Regions from separate parts of the Mus musculus genome. Here regions 2, 3 and 4 are each linked to region 1. A link is a contact called in public promoter capture Hi-C data. All regions are on one chromosome and are shown on one strand. Each heading gives the region's core, a stretch centred on a gene start, on an enhancer-like site or on the middle of the called end of the contact. The rest is flanking DNA. Distances are from core to core; before and after follow the strand shown.

Region 1 (2,867 bases), core at 259-2,758:
TTGCTAAAATGGGATTAAAAGAGACAGAGATTGATTGAAGATTAAGTGTTATTCTGGCTGGGCACAGTGGCACACATTGCAGCCTGGAGGCTGAGGCAGGAGGATCACCCACAAATTTGAGATCACATGGGTTACAGTGAATTCCTGGTCAGTATAGGTACAAATTGTTTAAAACAAGAACAAAACGTGCTATTCTGGTAAGAAGCGTGGTTTAGCAAAGGAATCTTCCACAGTAATTAAAAACGAACTAGCAAAGCAGGCTTCGTGGATAAGAAAGCTGCAGCCTGGAATGCAGAGATGGATCAGCGGGTTACACTCTCAGCACCTACGTGACTGCTGTAACTCCAGTTCCAGAGAATCCGATGCCCTCTTCAGGGCTCCTCAGGCGCAGTCACACTCAGTGGTGCACAGAAAGAAAAGCAGACAGAAACACTCACATACGTAAAAAACGAACATGTTAAAAATTTAAAACCTGTGAGGCTGGAAACAGCTGTACTGCTAGGAGCAGTGGCTGCTCTAGCAGAGGATGCAAGTGTGATTCCCCGTACTCACATGGTGTTTCACGACCGTCTATAACTCCAGTTCCTGGGAATCAGACACCTTCTCCTGGCTTCTGCTGGTATGTGTATACACACAAATACACACACACACACACACACACACACACACATAAAAAAGAAAAAATACAAAAGACATTTGTAACCACACAAAGAGGGCCTGGACCCGCATTTAATCAGAGACATAATCTCTGAGTGATGCTTACTATCAGTCTGCATGAATCTGTCTCCTCTACCCTGACCAAGATAACACCAAACCGCTGCTTCTTTCCAAGCTAACTTCATTTTCACTTTCACAGTAATGAGGAGTAAATGTCCCCATGCCTGGAAAAACAAGGAGTACACTTCATAGGACAACGAGAAAGAAGAAAGTTAGGCTATTTTTTTTTCCGCAGTAATGTTGGGTCTCTATGTATGCAACAACAATCGTTTCCTGCTTTTATTCCCTCGCCTTCCCTAAAATGAACAAGTCTGGGGAAAAGGTCAAACCGGGAAGGTGCGGGCTTGGTAGCCTGGGGACACACCCCTCGCGACCAGCCCTTCCACACACATAACCTACTGGAAATGGAGCGCCGCGGATGGAGAGGACACTGGCCGCCACCGGAGGGGCAGGTTTGACAGGCGACGGCCACCGGGGCTGCCTGGCGGGGAGGGAGCGCGTACAAAGCAGCCCTGCGGTGGCAGCTGCGCTGTCTTTTTGTACGGAGGGCCCTCACTCTGAGGTTCACACACAGAACTCAGAGCCATGCTGGGCCTCTGGGCTCTGCAGCGGGAAGACGGAGGATGCAACGGGGTACGCGGTGTCCACTCAGCGTCACCGACTCCAAGTCTCTCAAGCCAACTAAAGACAAACCTACGCTGCCCCCGCGACAATTTCCTCAGTGCAAGGGACCAACTCACCTCTCAGAGCGGACCGGCGCTAAGCAGCCGGAAGGATGCTGCGCAGAGGCCTGTGGGAAATGTAGTCCATGGTGGGAAAGACTGGGCCAACGCAGCGGAGTGCGCAAGCGTGCTCGGGGCTGTGATGGGTGGAGGCCTCTGGGTGTGATCTTGGACCAGCTGGAAGGGCTAGGAGATTCCGCTGCCCTCTGCCCCCAAATCCCCACCCCAAACCTAGCTCACTGGGCTGGGGGTTGTGTCGTTGCCCTACCAGGGCTGAGAACACCATCATCACATTATCACATGCTTAATATGTGAGATAAGCATATTCTCACCCCAGCGAGGGTGTAGGCATGATCAGGGAACTCAGTAAAATACATTCTCCAAAGGTGCAGTCCCACATCTACCCAGGGAAAGGTTGCTCAGGCTCCTTGGAGTTCCCGCTGCCTCTGCTTTCTCCCACTGTCCCTTCTAGCCGTTGTGTATATTGGTCTAGTCGTTGGTATTGGCCTTAGGTTTTGTTTTGCAAACTGGAGATGAAGCCAAGACCTCTAAGACTGGAAAGATAATTATGCTTTCTTCTATCACAGTGGTTCTCAACCTGTTGGTCGAGATCCCCCCCCCCCTTGGGGGTCAAATGACCTTTCACAGGGACCACCTAAGACCATCAGAAAACACAGATATTTACATTAGGATTCCTAACAGTAGCAAAATTACAGTTATAAAGTAGTACCGAAAATAATTATATAGCTTGTGGATCACCACAACATGAGGAACTGTATTAATGGGTCGCAGCTTTAGGGAGGTTGAGAACCACTGCTCTAACATTTTCTTGTGTTTGTGCCAGGCCTCATCCGGTCTTCAGGAGACTGAAGCATGCAGACTGCAAATTCAAGATGAATGGAAAAAAAAAAAAAAAAAAGGAGGACATGACTGCTCCCAAGGGATTGAGATCTAAGAGAGAGCACTGGCAGGGGCGTCTGAAAGTAACCAGGGTGGCCATGACTGCCGGACTAAATGGGGCCATGTGAGGGGAGGGGGTGGGGTGTAGGACAGGCTAGAAGCCAAGAGGCCAAGTGCAGCGGGCAAGAGGTAACAAAAGGACCTTGTGCCCAAAATGACTGGGTTATACAGGAATCACAGAAGCTGGGAGATGGGAAGCCCAGGCCTGGGCTACAGAGTTTGGGATAGTGGGGGGCAAGGTATATCAGCCAGGATGTCTCTGTAATAGGTGCTGGGGATGTTGAAAGATCCTCATCGATCCTCTTGTTTCTTTCCAGAGCGCTGTTATTACAGGCATCCGTCAACATTCCCAGCGTTGGGACGTTAGTTTTAGGAACGTGACAATTGAGAGGCTGGTGAGATGGCTTAGTGATTGAGAACCCTTGCGCTCTTGCAGACACAACACATATGATGGTTCCCAAGTGTCTG
Region 2 (3,085 bases), core at 169-2,668, 2.0 Mb before region 1:
CGTGAATTGAGAGGCAGAAAGAGACATTCAGAAAATAAAGTATGTATCCACTTCTGGATCGGTCAGTACTCTGGCCATTCTATCACCCTGCCTTGCTCCCAGCCTGCCTCACCACTCACCTGTGGTGGAGCCCACGATGGCTGTGTTCTGATCCACAGCTTCCAAGAACTGACCGATGACCAAGGGGATGCTCTGGATCCGCTTCACCTCCTCCTGGGCGTGGAGGAATTCCTTCTTCAGGTTCTTCTGCTCGTCCTTGATATACTCCTCCTGCACTTCCAGGAACTCCAGCTCCTGCTGCAGCTTCTGCACGCACAGGGAGGGCAAAGGGTTGGCTGCAGCCTTGCCGTACCACAGTGGGAGGTGGGGGGGGGGGCGTATGTGATGGGGGATGGGAGGTATGCAGGAGCCAGCTTAGGGTTGAACACACCTTGTAGCGGCTGTACAGGTCCTCCAGGTCTTCAGGTTCGGGTCCCAGAAAGGACAGGCCGGTCTGCGGCCGAGACACGGACAGTGCTGGAATCTCATCCTGTAGACGGTAAAGACAACTTGGTGTTGGAAGCAGAGAATCATCTCGTGAAATCAGCGAAAGCGTTCTTCCTATTTCGCCACCAAGTCACCTATGTCTCCAGTACCTGACATCATTCACTATCTCTCAATAGATACAGGAGCTGCTCAGTCCCCTATGTAGATTGCTAATAGTAGGCCCCTTAAACAAAACTCATCATGAAAGTTTTGCAGCAGCTCCATACCGAACCTTAGCATCCCAGTCCCCTCAAGAGGTTCTAAAAGTCCCATGGATTTTAAAGTCAGAGTCACATTCAGAGTCTCATTACCCAGTTCTTCCCCTCCCCCCCCCAAAAGCTTTCATGTCAGATTCCCAACTCACGTTAAAGCCAAAGGTCACTCAGCCAAACCACAACCAATACTTAACGCCTCACCGTTCACGTCCCAAGCACAGTGAGTCCACTGGTCCCTTGGCCACGAACATACCTAGGCCACGGGGCCCCCATACATCATCCTCCACCTGGTCCAGACCCCAAACCGAAAAGCTAGTAAGCACAGCTCTCCAGGCCTCGCAACCGTTCTGTCTGAAAAGTCTTTAAGTTCAACGCCACTTTCCTCCCGCTCTGCTTTTCTGAGCTTTGCCGCCCTCCTGACAACATGACTACCCCGCCAGGCCCCGGGACCACCCAAAGCTCGACACCGAGGCCTCTGAAACCACCCAGCCCAGAGCTGGGATCCTGAGAACCCCTCAGCACCCCACTCATGTCCAGCTCCCGCTAAGAAACCCAGATCCCCACTGCACCTGAATCTTTTCCACCAAAATGCCTATCTCCTCCATAGTGACCAAGCCGGCCTCAGTGCAGCCCGGCCAGTCACGGCTTCCGCTGACGCCAACGGAAGTCCTTCACATAGAGCATCTTGGGAAACGTAGTTTTTAAGGTACCGCTGCGGGTTGACCTGACGGGCCGGATAACAGGAAGGGCGGGAAACTCTTAGCCCTGGGCTCCGCCCCCAAGATGGGTTCCTGCGCTCTGCGCTCCAGGCGCGCGCGCGCGGACCCGCAAGGATGTTGCGCGTGCGCAGTAACTCTTGTTCTGGCGCCATCCTGCTTCGCGGCCCGTCGCGCGTTGTGAAGGTTTCTCCAGTAGATGGCGCGGCCGAGTTGCTCTTGAAGAAAAGTCTCCAGAGGATTGATTGATTGATTTTAATATTATCCACTTTTTTACTTTCTTGTCTTTACAAAGCCAGCCCCGAACTGAGAATATGAAGATTAATCAAGTCCTGTCCTAACTTGTTAAAAACTCCAGAGCTTTGTTAGAAGGAATTCGCAGACATAACTAAGTATAAGAAACGAGAGGCACTAAAGAAGCCTTTAGTTCCACAGAAGAATCTCTTGACCTTCTCTGGCCGCCACCTGAAGAGAGAAGCAGAGGTCACAGAACGGCGAGGAGCCAATCAGATCGTACCAAAGCTGGAGAAACCGAGGCAGCTGCGAATGCAGATCTTTGCGGAGTCCTGTCGAATCTTTTCTTCTCTGTCCTCTTCACATTATTTTTAGGGGCTGTCAAGATGGCCCAGTGCTGAAGAACACTTGTGGCTCTTCTACAGGACCCGAGTTCGGTTCCCAGCACCCAGGTGGGGCAGCTCACTAGCATCTGTAGGCAACTCCTTCGGTTTCTGCAGGCACCTGCACTCAAGCACACGTCCCCGCTAGCAGAAACACACTTACACATAATTAAACGTTTTGAAAGGATTTTATATTTAGTTACGTGTACATGTGTATATCGGAGTGCGAATTTGTGCACCTGGATTCAGTACATGCAGAAGCCAGAAAAGGGCATAGGAATCTGTGGCACTGGAGTTACAGACTGTGTGCGCCATCTTTTCAGCCTCCTGTTGAGTTTTGATTGTTGTTATGGCTCAGGAACTTTGATATGCTAAGCAAGCCCAGCTAAAATCCTTAGTATGTATTATATTCTCTTCTACAAAGAAGGAAGCTGGTGCCAAGCACTGAAGTCACTTGAGCAACTGGTAAAGCAGGGTTAGAACCTAGATCTGTATTCCTTGTACCAGGGATATACACTACCACACTTCATAACAGCTATAGTTTTTGTTAAGTAAACTTTTTATTGGGGCACAGATAGGTAGCAGGCACAAATCATTATTTTCTAGCTACATAATGCTGCACAAATTGAACGTCCTATCTGTTCTGTATGGTATGGAGAATCTACAGTAGCTCTCACACTGGCTAGCAGGTGGGTTCCTTCCCTCCATCAGTTGAAGAATTAAAAGACAGAAAAACAGTGACCACAAAGTAAAGGTGAAGTTTGTTGGCAGGCAATACAAATAGTTGAGAGAGGCAGCTCTCCAGCTATTAGGAGGCTGTGTTTTTCTTTGGTTTTAAGGTGTCCCGCTGGTGAGTTCCACGCCACCTGTTCTCTGTTGATCTAATGGTGCTTATGTAGCTCTTCTGTAGCAGGCCTATGTCTTGGTCCACTGACATGGAAATAACTGAATTGTTGCCTGGCTGAGGTAAGTGTGGGCACCCCAGCACTCTCTCCTCTCTGTGGTGTAACAG
Region 3 (2,996 bases), core at 43-2,542, 2.4 Mb before region 1:
TGTGTGTATGTGCGTGAGTTTGTGTGTGTGTGTGCAGGTATATGTAGGAAGGGGTCAGATAACCACTTTGAGAGGCTGGTTCCACAGATGGAACTCACGTGGTGGCTACTGCTATGTTGCTGGCCCATAATGAACGAATTTCTTTCCTTTTCCCCCTCTTTTTTGAGTCAGGTGTAGCTCTGGCTGGCCCGGAAACCATAGAGTTCTGCTGCTTCTGCCTCCTAAGTGCAGGGATTGCAGGGGAGTGCCACCACAGCGCAGCCGCAGCCGCATTTTCTTGGTTGTCCTTATTGTACTGGTGGTCCTGGGCTGTCAGTGGGGACCCTTGTCACCTCCCCACTGGCTTTTCTGGAAATGGAAGGCAAGGGACAGAATGGCTAGGTTGCAGAGTTGCCTTTCCTCCAGGAAGTCCCCAGTCACACTTCAACCTAGAGCAAATGCCTCCTCTGACTTCTCCATGCTAGCCATGGCTCTCCTCCTGCGCTTCCCAGGATCAGCCACTTTGGGCTGTTACAGGTCTGTCTCTCCACTAGGCTGTGAACCTAGGAGATGTGGCTCTATCTAAATAATTCTTTCTCTCTCCTTTTCCCTCCCTTCTCCTTAATCTCCCACACCTACCTTTTCTTTGTAGTTCATGGCTGATCTGGAATTTCCTCGTTAGCACCAGATTAGCTTCAAACTTCTTTCCACTCTCCTGCCTCAGATGTCCGAGTGTGACTACAGGCAGGTGCTACCCCACTTGACTTCTGTTGTTGTTGTTTGTTTTTACATTGGCCCATCAACCCCCTCCCCCTGAACAGAAATTGAGCAATGGCTATTTGTTTATTACATAAAGAATCGATTCCAACGTATGTACTATTGTCCCGCACTATAGTACAATAGGTAATTTGAGGGGATTGTCCAAATCATAGAGTAATGAGAAACCAGTGTCTGAAGCCGGGCAGCTTGACTCCCAATCCTGTATTCTTATCCAACATGCCAAATGACTAGTGGGCTGAAAACCAGCTTTCCACAAAACTGATGTCTGCCCGCTCAGCCTTTTTCTTCTAGAAATCTCCGGGAGAACATGCAGTCGGGTGGGAGGGTAAGGACTGTGGGGACAAGGGAGAGGCGCCAGAACAACTAGACCCAGGCTGGTTTGAGGGTGAGCGAGGGGGAGTTTGGAGGGGTTTTTCTAGACCCATAGGGGGCAGCCGGAGACGGCAGCCAGAGATGTGGGGGCGGAGAAAGGGTGGGGACCGGCCCCGCGGGGGGCGATGCGGTAGCTGCAGCGGCGGCCGCAGGAGTTTCCCACAATGCAGCGCGGCGCGCTGTCCCCGGTGCTGATGCTCAGCGCTGCCCCGGAGCCTCCACCGCGCCCGCCTCCCGCCCTTTCCCCGCCGGGCCCCGGCTCAGCGCCTCGCCATGGCTCTGCTCGGTCGGGTCCTGCCCCAGAGCCGTCTGGGGGCCTGGCTGCGGCGCTCGACAGCAGCCTGCGGGCTGCCGTGGCGTTCAAGGCGGAGGGTCAGCGTTGCTACCGAGAGAAGAAGTTCCGAGAAGCCATTGGCAAGTACCACCGGGCACTGCTGCAGCTGAAGGCGGCTCAAGGGGCCCGCCCTGGCGGTCTGCCCACCCCCTCCCCGGGACCCACCACCAGCCCGGGGCCCGCCCGCCTCAGCGAGGAGCAGCGGCGCCTGGTGGAGAACACAGAGGTTGAATGTTACGACTCCCTCACTGGTACGGGGCCGTCGGGGGGCGCAGAGGACTCGGGTGAAACGGGTGGGTAGTGAGGGGGTAATCAGGAGGCTATAGAGCCTGTGGTGGCTGGAAGCTGAAGGAGTCAGGGCTGTGGTCTGGCGGGGAAGACTACAAAACTTGCTGAGGAAGAGAGTTGGGAGTAGATGAATAGGGCTTCTTGGATGGAGTAAGCAGGGGCTTGAATAATGAAACGGGCTCTGGACTTGGTCTTCTAAGCCCCACTTCCCTGACTCATTCTTTCCCCCGGTCTGCCACGCATGAGCCAAGGTTAGAAAGGCTTACCCTGCACCGGCTATTTCGTTCTTGGACCCTCCCTCTATAATTACTTGGGAAAACCTCCAGCTAATTGCTTCAGACTTGTCTGTCCTGCGCCCTCTAGCGGCGGCGCAGATAGCTCTTATACTAACAGGTTAGCTGATTAGTGTCTCCTGGTGGCCAGAGCAATCCCATATGCCCAGGGGAAGAGGTCAGGTTATTTGAGGTCATGTGAATCCTAGGGGATGCAGGCTGTGTCTGAGACTACAGGGTCTCTGCATCCCACAGCTTGCCTCCTGCAGTCGGAGCTGGTGAACTATGAGCGGGTGCGTGAGTACTGTCTCAAGGTGCTGGAGAAACAGCAGGGCAACTTCAAGGCCACCTATCGTGCCGGCATTGCCTTCTACCACTTGGGTGATTATGCACGTGCGCTGCGCTACCTACAGGAGGCCCGCAGCCGAGAGCCCACAGGTGAGTGGCAGGGCTGGGCTGGGCAGGGGGTTAGAACAGAGGAAACCTAGGCGGGAGGACCAGGGCAGAGCCAAGCCACCCCAGGGAAGTGCTGTTACCAGCTCCAGACAAGCTCTCTCTAGCTACCTAAGATTCCTCATACACTCATCCAGCACCCATCCACCGTCCCCAAAGGTATACTCACCTTGTTCCTCTGGCATTTCCCCAACCAACTCTCTTCATTGGGAATTGAACCTAGGGCCTCATGCATGCAAGGCAAGCACTCTACCAACTAGGCTACATCCCCAATGCTTTAGCCCATCCGTGTCCCTATCCACTCACCGACGATGGCCTTGAATATTTCTCCCCCCACACCCATATTCCTTCACTCCCTCCTGGTCACACTCAGCTCCTCTGTCACCTATGGCCCTCCACTCATCTGCTTGTAATGCTTGTTCTCTGCCCTCGGGAAGAGCAGTCAGGGTACTCATGTGTCCATGTGTGTGTAGACATGACACAACCCCATGGGGAGGGGACACAGCAGGAGCTAGATG
Region 4 (3,325 bases), core at 595-3,094, 2.2 Mb before region 1:
AAGAACATGATAGAGTATGGAAATCAGTGCTCATTGTGGAGAGGGGCGGCTCACTCACAGGATAGATGTGGAAGAGAAGAGGATGGGTGTGAAGTGAGGGTCCATCAGGAAGGGGGAAGGGAATGCAGGGATTTCTCAACACATGCCTACAGTCACCTTCAGAAGCAGGAGAGGAGAAAACTTGAAAAGAAACACAGATGCATCTTTGTGTGAGGAGGAGGAGGGAGAAGCTATGCACACACAGAGCAGGAGACAGAGGCAGAAAGAGCTGAGAGCTGAGACTGGGGATGTGGCCTGCAGCACCCCAGGAAGAATTCAAGTGACTGTAGCTAAGGAAACACTTATGGTGGACATTAATCTCTAGTTACGTATTCAGCGCCCCATGGCTCCTGTGGAGAAAACAGAGGGCAATTAACTGATTTTACTTCCATGAAGGATAAGGGGTAGCACTAAGAAAAGAACTGTGACACAGGAAAGATGGAGCAGACCGACCAGAATCACACTGTGGAGAGAAAGGAGGACGGAACACATTGGATGACAGAAGGCTAAGCATCTTTATAAATGATCCAAAAGCCGGTGAAACAAAACCCAAGCTTTGCAGAAGCAGTCACTTGGGTCTGTCTGGAGACTCCTTGCCTACCTCAGTAATCTGCTCGTGGGATAACTCAAAATAGATGGAGTCTTTAATATTTAAAAGTGCAATACAAAATATATGAAGTAATAGATGCCCCGCCAAGAAAAAAGGATAAAAGAGAAAGCTTTCCACAGCAACATCTTCAGGTAATGAGCGTTTCTCCCACAGGTGAGCGTACAGGAACAGTTCCCTTTCCAGATCCCCTCGTGTCATTAGAGCTTAAGTGTCTCCATTTTTATTGACTTCACTCAGAGTTGAGATGCTGTCCAAATCAGCTATGCTCTGTTGCTCTTGGAGGGTGTTGTTCTATCAGTTTTTTAAATTGACAACATTTGAATGTGTTGATTGATTTTGCTATCATTCCCTATTGTTCTAGCGGGACTTCCCCCCTCTTCATGTTTAAAGGTGTGCTATTTGAGTATACTCTGAGTTAATTTTGTTTATGTATTTATGTACTTATTTGTTTGAGACATTTGGGGTATCCTCTGAATTTTAGTTTATTTAGTCCTTTCAAGACAGTAGGAGTGTATTCTGAGTTTATTTTTAATTAATTTTTTTCAGACACCTCCTCTGCCTCCTTAGGGCGGTGACTAAAGGCATGTGCCACCATAATCTGAGTGTATTTTAGTTCTTAGACAGGGTTTCACTGGGTAGTCCTCGGTGGTCTCTTCTCACAGACATGCAGCTGGCTGTGCCTCCCCATCGCTGGGATAAAAGCCATTGCTACCACGCCCATGTTTACTGTCACTTGATGACTTGGCCTCTTTATTAATCTACCTCCATTTTATAATCGACCTGAGTTTTCTTTTGATCATGCGAAGATGGTTACTTTGAATCTGCTAGAGTATTTATCTTTAATATATTTTCTGTAGTTAACACATAGCTGGGTCTGACTTTTCAAATCTAAATGTGGCAAATTTTGGCGTTTAGACGATTTACAGTACTTTTAATGCGATTAGTTTTATTAAGAGGCTCGTCTAGCCTGCCTAACGGACACAGTTCTGTTGGTACATAGCGATACGGTCCTCAGTCACATTTTCTATCTAAAGCAGGGAATTCAGACTCCTCCGTCTTCTCTACAGGAGAAAGAAAATCAGTTACGCGGAGAACCGGAAGTACCTTTTGCTCAAAGGAGGGCGCCTCCCCTTTAAGCGCGCACCCACGTGGGCACTCCCACAAGCCACTGGACTCGGTTTTCTGATGGGCTGGCCCGAGTTGCACGCCGGGATCTCCGGGACGCTCCAGGCTTCTCCAGGGCTTTGCTTGTGACAACTGTGTTTTCCGGGACCACCGCGCCGGAAGTAGCGCATAGGCTTTTGGTTTATGTCTCCCCAGAGTAAGACCGGAGCCAGCGGGCTGGGAGGGGTGTGTACAGGCGGTGGGGTGGCTGTATGGTGTGTGTGTGTGTGTGTGTGTGTGTCTTTGAGTCTAACTGTATACACACCTTGAGCTCTCTGCATAATCTGTGTCTCTGTGCTTGTCGCTGTCTGCTCCTGCTTTCTCTCAGGGACACAGGGACTAAAGCAGAGGACCAAGCTTCAGTAAGGGGAGGTCAGGTGCGGGGTCTGAAGGGAAGCTTTCCCCGAGGCTCAGACTTGAGCTTAGGGCTATAATTTAAGGACGGGGGTGTCGTCTTGGAGGGAGGGTACTTGTTGAGTCCCCTGACTTTCTCAGAGCTGCAGCCATTGAGCATGCTCTCAGATATGGTCTGCGATCTCATGCTTACTCAGGCTTCCCTAGGTGGCCATTCCAAAGGAGGGCTGGAGAGGGATGTGGATTCAAGAATGAGTTTTCTGTTTCTGTTTGAAAAATGAGGTTTTAGTTTTAGAATATGGAATGGAAGTGAGGGAAGGAGGAACAGGCGAATTGATACCTCCACCATTGTGTCCCTTACATTGTCCCTGCCCTTTCCACTTAGTTTCAATGATCCGTGGCGTCTTCTCCCACAATCTCTACCTTTTCCTGAGATGTTGTAACTAGGAATTTCTAGAGGGTAGCGTTAGGGCTCTCAACTAAATCAATTTGTATCTTGATGGTGTCACACCTCAGATGGCCTTTGATCTTTACAGGCCTTCATTCGAAGCAAGGGAAGAATGTAGGCGATAGATGGTCTGGTCACCAGGGAGGATTTGGGGAGTGGGAAAGTAATAGCACTGAATTTGGCATCCTTGAGGACTAGGTATTTTGTGTGTGTGTGTGTGTGTGTGTGTGTGTGTGTGTGTGTAAAATGGGTAATGTTGGCCAGATGCAGATGAGCAATGCCATGTTTAAATATAGGGATGTGGATCTGTGGTATCCCGTTGGAGTCTTGGTTCTGTCCCCTCAGGCTCTCCAGGCCTGTCAGGAACCTTAGGATGCCTGTGGTGAAGTCTGTTAGCGCAGTGCCGCCATATCCTAAGGGCCTGGTGTGCTTTAGTTGTTGCTCTGTGAGGTCATTTTGGGTTCCTTACCTGGTTATTGCCGCTGGGACAGGGCCAGGGGATGTGGGCCACAAGCGTGGATGGCTGCTCCGGACCTAAGGCTGGTTTGTATAATCATGTACATTCCCTCTTTTAAGGAAAGTCCCCCCCTCTTAATGATAATGTCTCCGTGATAATCAAAGACAGCATGAGTCAAGGTGTGGCTAATGTCTCCACAAAATGGGACCTTCAGAACAGCACTTAAGGCTGTGGGAAAGAACTCTAAAAACAT

Evidence for each region. Promoter capture Hi-C pulls out the DNA fragments that hold promoters and counts their contacts. Capture Hi-C pulls out chosen DNA fragments and counts their contacts.
Region 2: a promoter capture Hi-C map of liver shows a contact between it and region 1, with 4 times the contacts expected there. The contact joins the promoter of Psmc4 here to the promoter of Zfp14 in region 1. A contact is called at or near these places in 2 of 39 promoter capture datasets (both in liver), 1 of 115 datasets of contacts at active chromatin or transcription factors (astrocytes) and 2 of 9 other capture datasets (adipose tissue and liver).
Region 3: a contact with region 1 is called in a promoter capture Hi-C map of hippocampal neurons, with 4 times the contacts expected there. The contact joins the promoter of Ttc9b here to the promoter of Zfp14 in region 1. A contact is called at or near these places in 3 of 39 promoter capture datasets (the C10 cell line, hippocampal neurons and liver) and 1 of 115 datasets of contacts at active chromatin or transcription factors (astrocytes).
Region 4: a promoter capture Hi-C map of liver shows a contact between it and region 1, with 7 times the contacts expected there. The contact joins the promoter of Zfp59 here to the promoter of Zfp14 in region 1. A contact is called at or near these places in 3 of 39 promoter capture datasets (hippocampal neurons and liver) and 1 of 9 other capture datasets (liver).

The regions. Positions count from the first base shown.
Region 1 is chr7:30,049,888-30,052,754 of GRCm38.p6, forward strand. It overlaps Zfp14 (zinc finger protein 14), which reads right to left and starts at 1,509. Exons shown (of 5, transcript NM_178733.5): 1 at 1,458-1,509.
Region 2 is chr7:28,048,674-28,051,758 of GRCm38.p6, forward strand. Psmc4 (proteasome (prosome, macropain) 26S subunit, ATPase, 4) reads right to left here and starts at 1,419. Exons shown (of 11, transcript NM_011874.2): 1 at 1,310-1,419; 2 at 431-529; 3 at 120-306. The coding sequence starts at 1,345.
Region 3 is chr7:27,652,632-27,655,627 of GRCm38.p6, forward strand. It overlaps Ttc9b (tetratricopeptide repeat domain 9B), which reads left to right and starts at 1,293. Exons shown (of 3, transcript NM_028417.1): 1 at 1,293-1,716; 2 at 2,281-2,463. The coding sequence starts at 1,296. Gm38973 (a long non-coding RNA gene) reads right to left here and starts at 1,601. Exons shown (of 3, transcript XR_881908.3): 1 at 619-1,601.
Region 4 is chr7:27,836,740-27,840,064 of GRCm38.p6, forward strand. Zfp59 (zinc finger protein 59) reads left to right here and starts at 1,845. Exons shown (of 5, transcript NM_011762.3): 1 at 1,845-1,970.